2 separate regions of the Mus musculus genome follow, and region 1 is linked to region 2. The links are chromatin contacts, called in public ChIA-PET maps. All regions are on one chromosome and are shown on one strand. The core of a region is the stretch at or near the end of the contact, and the rest is flanking DNA. Distances in the headings are between cores, read along the strand shown.

Region 1 (5,751 bases), core at 335-2,834, 260 kb before region 2:
AGAGGCAAGAAGAGGATGTCAGATCCCCTGGAACTGGAGTTACAGGTGGTTGTGAGCTACCATGTGGGTGCTAAGGACTGATCCCATGTCCTTTGCAAGAGCAGGAAGCAGTCTTAACCACTGAGTCATCTCCAACCCCTAGATATTCTATGTAATGTGTGACTTTTGAGATTCACTCTTCCTATTGGTTCTTTTGAGAAGGTAATACCACTTCAGTCCCACACATGAGCCTGCTAGTAAAGAGATGATACACCCAGAAATGGGGAGTGACTTGCTTCCAACTAGTAAATGGCAGACTCTGGCTGCAGCCCATACTGCCTGCCCTGACCAAGATTGAATCCCATCCTGTTTTTTAGCAAGAACCTGTTACTAAAGGTTACTTGGTTCTAGTGCCAGGAGGGTCAGTGGGTCTTCTTGGGCCTGGCTTTGTCTTGTTTCCGGACTTTGTAGAATGTAGAGGACAAAGAAAGTCAACAGTTGGACATTGTCTGGATATATGAGACTTGGGCTTAGCCACTGTCATCAGGAAGATGGAGTACAGTTAGGATGGAAGGCTGGCCTCTGTGATGAACCCAGGTTGGCTGTCATAGCACTGAAGGAGCCATTGGTAGCTCTGCTTCCCTCGGTGTAGGTGATCTCACGGCCCAGCACCTCAGCTGTTAACTCTCACACTCTCTCCTGGAATGCTTCTCTCCTTAGTCGGCCCACAGCCTCATCCTGTGTGTCGCTGACAGCTCTGGTGAGTCCATGCTGACTCTGTCGTCTCCCACTGCTCCCAGGTCTGCAGGGAAACCCTTTCCATACTGCCTTAAGGTTGTAGGCTGTTCTCCCTTGCCTATGTGTGCCTTCCCTGTCCATATTTCTACACCCTGTCTCTTGCTGGGCCATTGCCCAGTCACTGCCAGGGACAGTCACTGCCCCTTCCACTGAGGGTGCTGGTGATCTTGGTATAGATGAGCAAGGATGACTAGCTGCTTTCATTTTCATGTCAACAGGCATTGAGAAAGAGTCTTGTGACCAAAACCACACTCAGTGGGAAAGATCATCACGCTCGCTTAGTAATGTCTGCATGTCTGCCACGGATGTGGAAAGTAGGAGGGTGGCATGTATGTACCCGTTCCTCTCTGAGCTAACATTGGTTTCTTTTTTGAGACTGGCTCTCACTGTGTTGCCCAGGCTGGCCTGCAATCCTCCTGCCTCAGCCTCTGGAGTGCTTCCAGTACAGATCTGGCTTGAGCTAGTGTTGAATCTCTCTTTGGTTTTACCTCCTGAGTACTAGAACTGCCTTCTGTTTCTCAAAAGGAAACAGCCAAGGAGCTGGCCTCCCAGGTAACACTGTCCCACTGAAGCATGACAAGGAGGCTTATGACTGGGGCCTGAGGCCATTGTGGAAGAGACTAGGAACCTGCTCAATGGACCAGTGAACACACACAAACGAGCCAGGGGTTGTGAGCTAAGGTTGTGTTGGGGAAGGGAAGTGCTGTGGCTACTATGTCAGATCGCTGCTGCCAGGTTCCCTCTCTCTGCATGTGGCTTGTTGGGACCTGTGACAGCAGCTCTGAGAAATCGTGTTTCAGGTGCTCTGACTTCAGCGGCCCTGCCTAGGCAGAACTTGGGCGGCGCTGCATGTAATCAGTGTCACAATCTGCCCAGGACCTGCCAACGAACGCTCTGGTTCATTCATCACCACCTTTGTACTTTGTTCCTCTTCCTCTTCAGCCCATGAAACCCCTGAAGGCCACAGCCACCACCTCCCAGCCTGTGCTCACCATCCAACAGATTGAGACCATCTTCTACAAGATCCAGGACATCTACGAGATCCACAAGGAGTTCTACGACAACCTCTGCCCCAAGGTGCAGCAGTGGGACAGCCAGGTCACCATGGGCCATCTTTTCCAGAAACTGGTGAGTCTCCCATGAGGGCATGTCTCTATGGCAGACTGGTGTTAGAACTGGTCACTCTAGCCCTCTTGAGGCCTGGGTCACCTCCAAGCCCTTGGAGGCCGGTCTGGACCTGGGTTCTTTAGGGCAATTGGACTTGGATCCTCAACCCCAGCCCCCATCCTAGTGGAGCCTTGAAAGTGCTTCTAGAGAGAGCGGCAGAGCCAGGTCCTGTGTGTGAATGTTCCTGGGGAATGCTGGCTTTGTCTGCATGGGAGTCCTTTGAGCACTGGAATGGAGCTTCCTCTGCCAGGACGCAGGTCCCTCTGTCACTCCATGGACAGAGAAGTGTGTGAGGAGGCTGCAGGAGGATGACGCTTACCTGAGACCTTGGAAGGCTGTTGCATCCCAGTGCTGCCTTTACAAAGTGAAGCAGTTGGCTGGATATGGTCCTAACTAACAGTTGGTTCCAGAGTAGAGAGTATCAGCCGGTGTTACCTGCTGCTGTTCACAGGAGAAGAGCACAGGTTTAATGTTGGAGGATGTTCACAGAAGTCCTCTTGTTGCTAAGGCTTCCATGACACCCTCCCCCTTAGCTCTGCCTGAGCCTGCTTAGACCAAAACACTTCCTGACCTCTGTAGACCGTAAATGGTCTTCCCCATTTACCTGGCTTCTCTCCATCAGTGCCCAAGTTGGAATGACCTCAGAAAAGCCTTTCCAGGCCCCATGTTTGTCCCTCATGAACACTTATTTAAAATGCACCTGTCTTTCCCATCTTTACTGTGCCCACCAGTGTAAACTCTGGAACAGTTTGTATTTTCTTCTCATTAGACTCCCAGAACTAATGGACTCCACTGCTAGATGAACAAATGAGTGGATTGATAGACACATTATGAACTTTTTTGGGGCTGGAGAGAACTTGAATGTTGAAGGTGATACCTGTATCCTGACAGCCATGTTTTCAAGGCCACAAGTGTTGTAGGGACAAGCACAACCAGAGCTCGTCACAGCTGGGTTTGAATCCTGGCTTTGCCATAGGTGGTCCTGTGACAGCTTACCCTCCTGTTCTCAGCTTCCTTCTCCGTGAAGAGGGGTACCAGTAGCCACCTGGATGGTTGCAGGAGTGAGTTGATGCCTGAAAATGCCTGCTGCTGTTGCTGTTCTCATTACTGCTGTTTTAGGAAGAGGAAATCATGAGGCATTGTTTCCCAGAATGCTATAGTTCTGGTAGTTGGGGACCCAGCTGCTTCCCCTGGTGATCTTTCCCTGTCCACAGAAGTCTGAGGTGATTGATATGGGGGCTGCCTCTACTCAGCCCTCACAGATACAGAACACAAGCCCTGTTGAGAGGGCAGGTAGGCAGAGCAGAATGGAAGAGCTCTCCAGTTTGATATTTCTGTTGGGTTTTGGTGCAGGGTCTCCGTAACTCAGGCTGACCTTGAACTTGAAGCAGATCTTCTTCCTCAGCCTCCCAAGTGCTGGGAATACAGGCCTGAGCCTACATAGCCTTATCAATTTGTCTGTATCATTCTGACTCAGAGTCCCCTTGGTCTCAGCGCCACTGGTCTGGTTAGGAATTTGCTTCCCAGCCACCACCCCTCCCAGCATCATGAACTGCTGTCTGCCACCCTGAGGCTGCCTGCTGTGTGAGGCCTGGGTGGAGCCAGGGCAAGCCAGGCATCTGGAGGCAGTTTATTTCGGCTGAAGTCTCTGGGTATTTGATTATCCATTACCAAGAGAGGAGAATTAGCATCTCTGCTGTTTGTTTTATGAGATCATTCCAGTGCCAAACTCCTGTTTCCAAGCAACCTGCGCTTCCCAGTTAATGACCCTGGCAGGCTGGGCCTCTGGTCTTCCAGCCTCGGGTAACTATGGAGATGAGAGTACCTGGCATGGCCCGTGACCACTGCACACAGGTGGCTTCTGGGTCACAAGAGGGTAGCAACACAGGTATTCGTGCTTTGTTTTTCTCGTGGTAACAGAGGAGATGGGGGTGGGGGTCGGGGGATCAGCTGCTTGAGTGTTTGCCTAGTTTGCAGAAAGCCCTGAGTTCAGTCCTTTGCTCTAAATAAAACTGGGTGTGGTTAGCCACACCTGTAATCCTAGCACTGTGGAAGCCAAAGGCAGGAGGATCAGAAGTTCATACCTTGGCTAGGTAGTGAGTTTGAGGCCAGGCTGGGATATAGGAGACCCTGTCTCAAAGAAGGAAAAGATAAAGAAGGCGAGAGAATAGAGGGTACTAGAGCCCTTCCTGGAAGACTGTGATCAGTGCTGGTTATGGAAGTGTCTGGGACATCTCTGTGCTGTAGAGCACTTATGGCTGAGGGTTCCCTGGAGATAAGTGCACTTAGACCCCTCTGCCCCTTTCCCGGGAGCTTTTCCTTCTGACACTGCACTGCGTGGGCCTCCCCAGCACCCTAGTTCACACCCTCCTCTCTGGCTTCCTGGTCCCAAGGGCAACCTCACCAGCTTCTGTCTCCTCCCTGGGTGGCTCCAGGGACCTGCCCCTGGCACATGCCCAGCCTTTGTGTCCTGAAGGAACAAGGATTCTCAGGGAACAGATTGATCTTGTGGGGCCACAGGAGCAGTGTCTATCACTAGCACCTTGGTTGGCAGAAGCCCCCAAGGACGCCCGCCTGCAGCAGCTGTGTTCTGTTGCTACTTCATTGGGAAAAAATTTAAAGCAGGAAATCTGAGGATAATGTAGTAGACAACTGTGTCTGCAGCTCTCAGCGTAACAGATGAGGGTCGTCAGAGAAATACCAAACCTTTCCTTTTCTCCATTATTTTTCTTTTTTTTTTTTTTTAAAGATTTATTTATTGATTATATGTAAGTACACTGTAGCTGTCTTCATACACTCCAGAAGAGGGAGTCAGATCTTGTTACGGATGGTTGTGAGCCACCATGTGGTTGCTGGGATTTGAACTCCTGACCTTCGGAAGAGCAGTCGGGTGCTCTTACCCACTGAGCCATCTCACCAGCCCTCTCCATTATTTTTCTATTTCATCCTCTTCCTCCTCCTCCTCCTCCTCCCTAATAAAACTATCAGCAGCAGCAGCAGCAGCTGCAACTGTGTGTATGCATAATGTGTATGGGTGAGCTGGGATGCGTGTATAGAATCTGCTCTCTCATTCCACCATTACATGGACTGTGAGGATGAAATTCAGGTTACCAGGCTTATGTGGCACAGGCACCTTTGCCTGATGAGTCATCTTGCCAGCCCCTCCTCTAGTAAAACTTTCTAATTTAAAAAAAAAAAGGCTGAGGCAGGAGAATTGCAAGTTCAAGGCCAGACTGCACAACTTAGTGAGACCTTGTGTTAGAATGGAAAGTAAAAAGAGGGGCCAACTGTAGGCCTACCTGGTGGTGCACATCTGTTAATGCCAGCACTTGGGAGGTGGAGACAGAAAGGTCAGGAGCTCAAGGTCATCTCTGGCTACATAGGGAGGGAACATGAGACTAGCCTGGGCTACATGAGACCCTGTCTCATAAACAGCGAACAAAACAAAATACCAAAGTATTACAAATAAAGGCGAGTCTGCTCCTCCTTCACCCCTTTCTCCCGAAGCACCGTGGCGGGGATTTGATGTGGAGCCGTGTAGATTGCGGTTTGTATGTTTGATGCTTTCATATCCTCATGGAACTGCATGCACTTTTACAATGTGTCAGTGTGTATACATGTTGCAGTCTGGTCACGTTTGCTCTGAGGAGCGTGTTCATTTATCTGAGCTGTGTTTGTCCGAGTTCCTGTGCTTGAAAACATTCGCTCCACCTCTCCTACTGTGAGTGTCCTTGCTCAGGTCTCCCGGGGTACAGACATGTCCAGGGTTTTCAAGAGCAGCACTAGCCAATGGAAATAGGTTGTGAG
Region 2 (5,742 bases), core at 245-2,744:
ATGACCCACTTCACCATGTCACTCAAAGTTTGAGTTCCATCAAAATCCTAACTTCTCTGGACCTGTGTTCTAGGTGAGGGCTTTTCTATTTGTCTTTAGCTCTTTAGAAGGCAGAGCCCCTTTCTCCTCTGTACTGTTGGGTTCTTGGTGTGTTGATAACCCCTGATAATACAGATCCAAGCCCCCACCCCTGGTTATTTTAATAGCATGATTCACCCCACCTCTTTGCTCTTCTGCCAAATATCCACACACATTGTGGAACTGGGAAGACTATTAATGCCAGTCAGACCACAGAAAGGCAGATTAATGGAGTTTCACCCAGCAGAGAGAGGCTTCTACACATCTAAATACTTCTCCAGGACCCTCAAAGTTTCTCTTTTGCCACAGACTCCACTCTCATGCAGTTTGAATGATTTATTGGTGTTTCTGCTAACGCTGCTACCCTTTCAGTGTGTTTCAGCCATCAGGAATCTTAAACCCGTCCCCTACCAGTGGAGCCATGCTACTTCCTTGTGTCTGCCAAAATGCTCTTAGCATGGCTCCTTTTTCTTCAGCTCTTCCACTTTAGCAATGTAGATCCTCATGGCATCCATCTTGGACATCCCTTTGTTTACCATCCAGGCCTCATATTTGGCCTTTGCTCTCACATCTGTGGCAGGAGGGACAGGGATGTTACAGTCGCCCTGGGTGGCCTGTTTGTAAAAGCTGTACACCAGCAGTTTCTCCTGATCACTCACAGGCCCCTTCAGCTGCTTGAGTGAAGCACAGGCCATTTCAAACTCCACTTGGCTCATTGGTATACCAGAGGCAATGCTTCTGTTTTTAAGTGATGCGGGGTACTAGAAGAAAGTTGGAAATAAGCAAACCATGTTATTGTTAGGCCTTGGAAAGAAGGGGTAAAGAGATAATGTGTGGGATGAACACGGGGCGTTTGTGTGTTTAATAACGTACAAATCGAGGACCAGGAATCCATTCAATTGCTCCTGCCCCGCAGAGCTTTTTCCAGTGTGACTGCCCTTCAAAGTTATAAAAGCACCTATGAGCTCTGAAAGTTGACTCTGCTGTTGCCTATAGGAGATAGTGCAGCATGAAAAGCAAGCATATAGGGAGTTTTGTGTGTCTTGGGGGGGGGGGGGATGAATCCCGTGGATCCGCTGCTGGTTAGTACACAGCTGAAGGAAAGTTATTCCATGTGGGTGAATCCGGGGCGAGAGCTGCCCGGGGTTCCTGAGTGAGGGTGAATGAGGGGTCTGGACTAAGGGGTTCGACCTCCTTGCCTGAAGGGGTCAGGTTCCACATGGAGACAGCCAACAGTACCTGTGGTTAAGAAGGCTGGGAAGCCTAGGCCGAGAGGGGGCGCTGTGGCTAGGGTGGCTTCGACGCTGCGAGCTTGTTGGAGAGGAGTACGCGTGCGCCTTGAACGGCAGCGGCTAGCAGACTACAGCACGGAAGCGGAGAAGCGCTGTGGGCGGAGCCTGTGACGCGCCTGTAGCGCCGCCCTTTGTGCCGTGGCGCGGGCAACGCGTTCGCGGCCTTGGACTAGGAGGGGCGGTCTAGCCCGCCGCCAGCGTCGCCGCCATGGACCTAGGTGGGTTCCCACTTCCCTACTCCGGCCCCTGGGCCGCACCCCCCCAAAGCACCTCCTGGGCAGGCTGAGGCTCTGCACTGCTCCTACGGTGCTCGGGAGGCTGGGGGCTTGAGGAGTTTTGGGGGACCCGCAGTCGCGAGGCCGGCCTCCATCCTGTAGCCCCACCACATGACGGTCTCCTAGAGTCCTCCTCCGTCCTTCGTAGTGTCTTCCCAGTGGGAAACCGGGAGCGAATATAGCCTTGATTCTCCTGGAAATGCTCAGGGCTACTGCACGTGTTTCGGAAATGCCGGGCTGGGAGGGACGGACGTCCGGAGAGTTCTTCGTTATTAAATGACTGCCGAGTTAGTGAACATGTTTCTTATTAGGTCGCCTAGTGCATAAAGCAAAAATACTGATACTGTCTTTCTCCCAGAGGCTTGGCGTTTTCTTTGCGACCACGTGCATAACAGGACCCCATTCGTTGACTCACGCAAAGCGACCACCCCACCCCCACCCCTCTCTTGTGAGCAGGAGTTGCGCAGCCTGAGATTTCACTTTTTGAATCCGAATTCGAGTGCTGCTTGGTTTGGAGTATCCTCCTAGGCGAGGTCTGGAAGTAAGGCGGAGTTGATAGAAATCTGTGGCCATCTGCCAACCCTCTCCACCCTGCTAGGTGTGCTCTTTAGAGGGTAAGACTAGGAGGCCGTCCTGGGAAGTACTCCAAGATTTGCAAATAATACGCTGTGGAGAAATGTCTTTGTCCCTAGCCAGCTCTTTAGTGTGGAATGGTAGTTTCGTGCCCTGCAGCTGTGAAGAGTGCTGCCAAGGCTTGACTCCCTAGTTGAGACACCTTGCAAAGTTGTGCCTGGGCCTCTAGCTTCCCATCTCCAAAACAGGAGTTATAATCCTCAAGAAGTTAGTTTGACGATTACATGATTTTTATAGGTGTCAAGCTGGGTGTGGTAGCTTATGTCTAACTAGCACTCTGGAAGCAGAGGCAGGAGGATCTCAAAATTCTAGGCCGACCTGGTCTGTATAGTTTCAAGCCAGTTCCAGCTATATAACAAGAGCCTATCTCAGAAAAAAATACAAGTATGCCACCCAGCACAGTGCCTACCAAAGTAACCAGTCACTTCCTAGCACCAGCTACTGATTTAAAAAAAAAAAAAAAAAAAAAAGCCTTTGAGTTTCCCCTGGCTATGAGCTGAGTCTGGGACTTTTCTCAAGCCACATGTACACAGTCTCTGAAAGGCACATGTTTGGCCGCAGACATTTGCTCTGCTAAGCCGATGTCTAATGCAATAAAATGTCATTTACAGTTATAAGGAAATGTGTTCGGGGGCCGGCAGACCAACCTGAGACAGAAAGAACCCTGGATTGCCTTCAGGTCTGGGTTTTGTGGGAGTGCTGAGCCTTGATTTGGGGTGGGCAGGCAGTGACAGTAAATGGTTAGTGGCCAGGAGATTTTTTAGTTGCCTGGTGTCAGTAATTTTTTTTTTTCCCTGGGGGTAGGAGAAGTTTGAGATGGTAGCCATGATGTAGCCTTGGCTAGCCTGAAACTCAGTACGTGGACCAGGCTTGCCTCATAAAAATCTGCATCACTAGAGAGCTGGGACTAACGGGATAGGCCACCACAGCTGTTCACTGGAGTCAGTACTTTTGCTGCCGACTCTGGCCTATGAGAATAGGGCAGATGTGTTTCTGGGAGCATAGAGGACTGAGGAGAGAGCTAGCAGTGACCGTGACAAGGTGTTGCACTCAGCTTCTAGGCCAGATTATACACTTTGGGAAAGACCTGTGCCCGTCTGTTTCTGCACTGGAGGAGACAAAATATTGACAAGACTAGTCCTGCCAACACTTGAGCATTTAAATCAGGCTCTTGATGGTCTGATTATGGTTAAGATAGCTTATATAACCCATCCAATTCTTCCATACCTGGGAGATGCTTCAAAAAGGTAACAATACCAGAATAGTTACAAAAGTGTGATTAGTGTATGTCCTGTGTCATGTGGTTCCCATACCATGAAGATTATAGTCTCATGTATATATGCATACATATATTCTCATGTATGCAGACGGGAGACTCAGTAAAGTGTAAAGTCACATCATGTTTTAACAACTGAGTTAGGATTTGAATCCATTATCTTGATTAAACCCCCACATGGCCTCCCTTTAAATGTCAGTTCTTAACTCAGTGAATGAGTGACCGCTGTCTTGATGTAATATTTGTTTTGTCCACTTCCTGGTTCCTACCACAGAGCCAGAACCTTCACCAGCTTGTCCTTTTTGACTGGAAGAAACTGCTGGGTGAACTTTTTCCCTGTAAGGCACAGAATGTTGAAACTTGTTGAAGCAGGAGTGTGCTTAGAAAGAAGGAAGGCAGGGCTCCGGATACAGCTCAGTGGTAGAGTGCTTGCCTGTTACATGCAAGGCTCTGAGTTCAAAAACAGGCTTAACTGAGTGTGGTGGCACAGGCTTTTGATCTCAGCACTCAGGATGTAGAGGCAGACAGATCTGAGTTCAAAGCTATCCAGTTCATAATGAGACCCTGTCTCAGAAACAACCAAAAACACTAAGACAATAAGCACCTCCCATCCCCCAAAGACTACCTATTGTATCTTCCATAGTCTGCCATCACTGGACTCAGTTTTGTTTAGGTTTTTTGTTTGTTTGTTTTTTAATTACATTCTTGGTGTGTATGTGTGGATACCACGGTGCACAAGTGTCAGTCAGAAGACAGCTTGTAGAGGTTACCATATCAGTTCTAGGGCTCAAACTCAGGTCATCAAGCTTGGTGGCAGATATCTTTAATCATGAGCCATGCTGCTGGCCTCTGTCATGTCTTTAATGCATATGTGGTAGCACTGTCCCCTATCCTCTACTCACTGTAACCTCAGCAGTCCAGTTGTCCTCTTCACACTTTGCTGAGGAATCTTAGTCACTTCCTTGATTTTCATGCACTTCTCCGAGTTGGTACTGCCTACACTCACATCAGGCCTTTTCTCCTTCACGCATTGCCATTGCTGAAGGACATCACTAAATGTTCTACCTCAGACTCTAGGTAACAGCACTGAACTTGTCTTCCCTTAAAGCTTGTCCTGAGGGGCCACGAGCGATGACTCTGTAGTTAAGAGCACATATGTTTCTTGTAGAAGTCCAGAGTTTAGTTCTCAGCAACCACACCAGTAGGCTCAGTCCAGCTCCAGAGGACCCAGCATCCTCTTCTGGCCTCTGTGGAAGCTGCATTCATATGCACAAACCCCCACAGATACAAACACATTATTAAAATAGAATTTTGTAAACACTTGAAAGCCTGTTCTGAATCCCTCTCTGCCTCCTATTTCCAGAGGTGCCATTGTCCTGATATCCAGGCCAAAGATCTTAGAAACTGGTTTTTTGTTCCTCGGCCAAGACCTTTTGACCCCAGCCCTTTGTGAGCTCTTACTAACCATGCCTTCCCCTCCCATTGATGTCAAGACCGTAGCCGAAATGATAGCCATCCGATGGCTGTTTCCTTCTCCTAGCTTCTCGCTAATCTGATGACTTCATTACCTCTTGGCTTCTCTGTGCAGGACCCTTGAATATCTGTGAGGAGATGACTATTCTGCATGGGGGCTTCTTGATGGCTGAGCAGCTGTTCCACCCCAAAGCCCTGGTACAGTTGACCAAGTCTGATTGGGAACACGTGGGACAGCCCATTGTGGAGGCCTTGAAGGAGATCTCCTCAGCCACAGCACATTCCCAGCCCTTTGCCTGGAAGAAGAAAGCACTGATCATCATCTGGACCAAGGTTCTTCAGCCCTCCCCTGTCAGCCCTTCTGACACTGATACTCGGTGGCAGGAAGATGTATTCTTCTCCGTGGGCAACATGATCCCTACCATCAACCACACAGTCCTTTTTGAGCTGCTCAAGTCTCTGGAAGCTTCTGGACTCTTCATTCAGCTGCTAATGGCCTTGCCTACCACCATTGGCCGCTCAGAACTACAGAGCTTCCTGGAGCACATGACTGTTGACACATCTTCCAAGGATGTGGCCTTCTTCTTAGATGTCTGGTGGGAAATGATGAAGCACAAGGGCGACCAGCAGGACCCCTTGCTTTCCCAGTTCAGGACGATGGCCCATAAATACTTGCCATCCTCAGATGAGTTTTCCCATCCTCCAAAGAGGTTTA

The links. ChIA-PET counts read pairs in DNA pulled down with a chosen protein or histone mark.
Region 1: a contact with region 2 is called in an RNA polymerase II ChIA-PET map of memory CD8 T cells, with 35 read pairs. The contact joins the enhancer-like site here to the promoter of Gemin4 in region 2. A contact is called at or near these places in 5 of 115 datasets of contacts at active chromatin or transcription factors (bone marrow-derived macrophages, embryonic stem cells, forebrain and 2 more) and 1 of 9 other capture datasets (adipose tissue).

Annotation. Positions count from the first base shown.
Region 1 is chr11:76,475,149-76,480,899 of GRCm38.p6, reverse strand. Abr (active BCR-related gene) reads left to right here. Exons shown (of 23, transcript NM_198895.2): 4 at 1,720-1,905. Among named protein-coding and RNA genes, the nearest start is that of Timm22, 71 kb to the right of the region's middle. Within about 2 kb of position 1,584, at least 150 of the 459 cell types and tissues checked have an H3K27ac peak or open chromatin away from gene starts, as enhancers often do. A contact at or near this core is called in bone marrow-derived macrophages, memory CD8 T cells and pancreatic cancer cells, where this site is marked.
Region 2 is chr11:76,213,324-76,219,065 of GRCm38.p6, reverse strand. Gemin4 (gem nuclear organelle associated protein 4) reads left to right here and starts at 1,494. Exons shown (of 2, transcript NM_177367.3): 1 at 1,494-1,588; 2 at 5,143-5,742. The coding sequence starts at 1,579. Dbil5 (diazepam binding inhibitor-like 5) reads right to left here and starts at 1,453. Exons shown (of 2, transcript NM_021294.2): 1 at 1,318-1,453; 2 at 401-839. The coding sequence starts at 794. The coding sequence ends at 531. LOC108167850 (a long non-coding RNA gene) reads right to left here and starts at 5,215. Exons shown (of 2, transcript XR_001780094.1): 1 at 5,123-5,215; 2 at 4,356-4,810.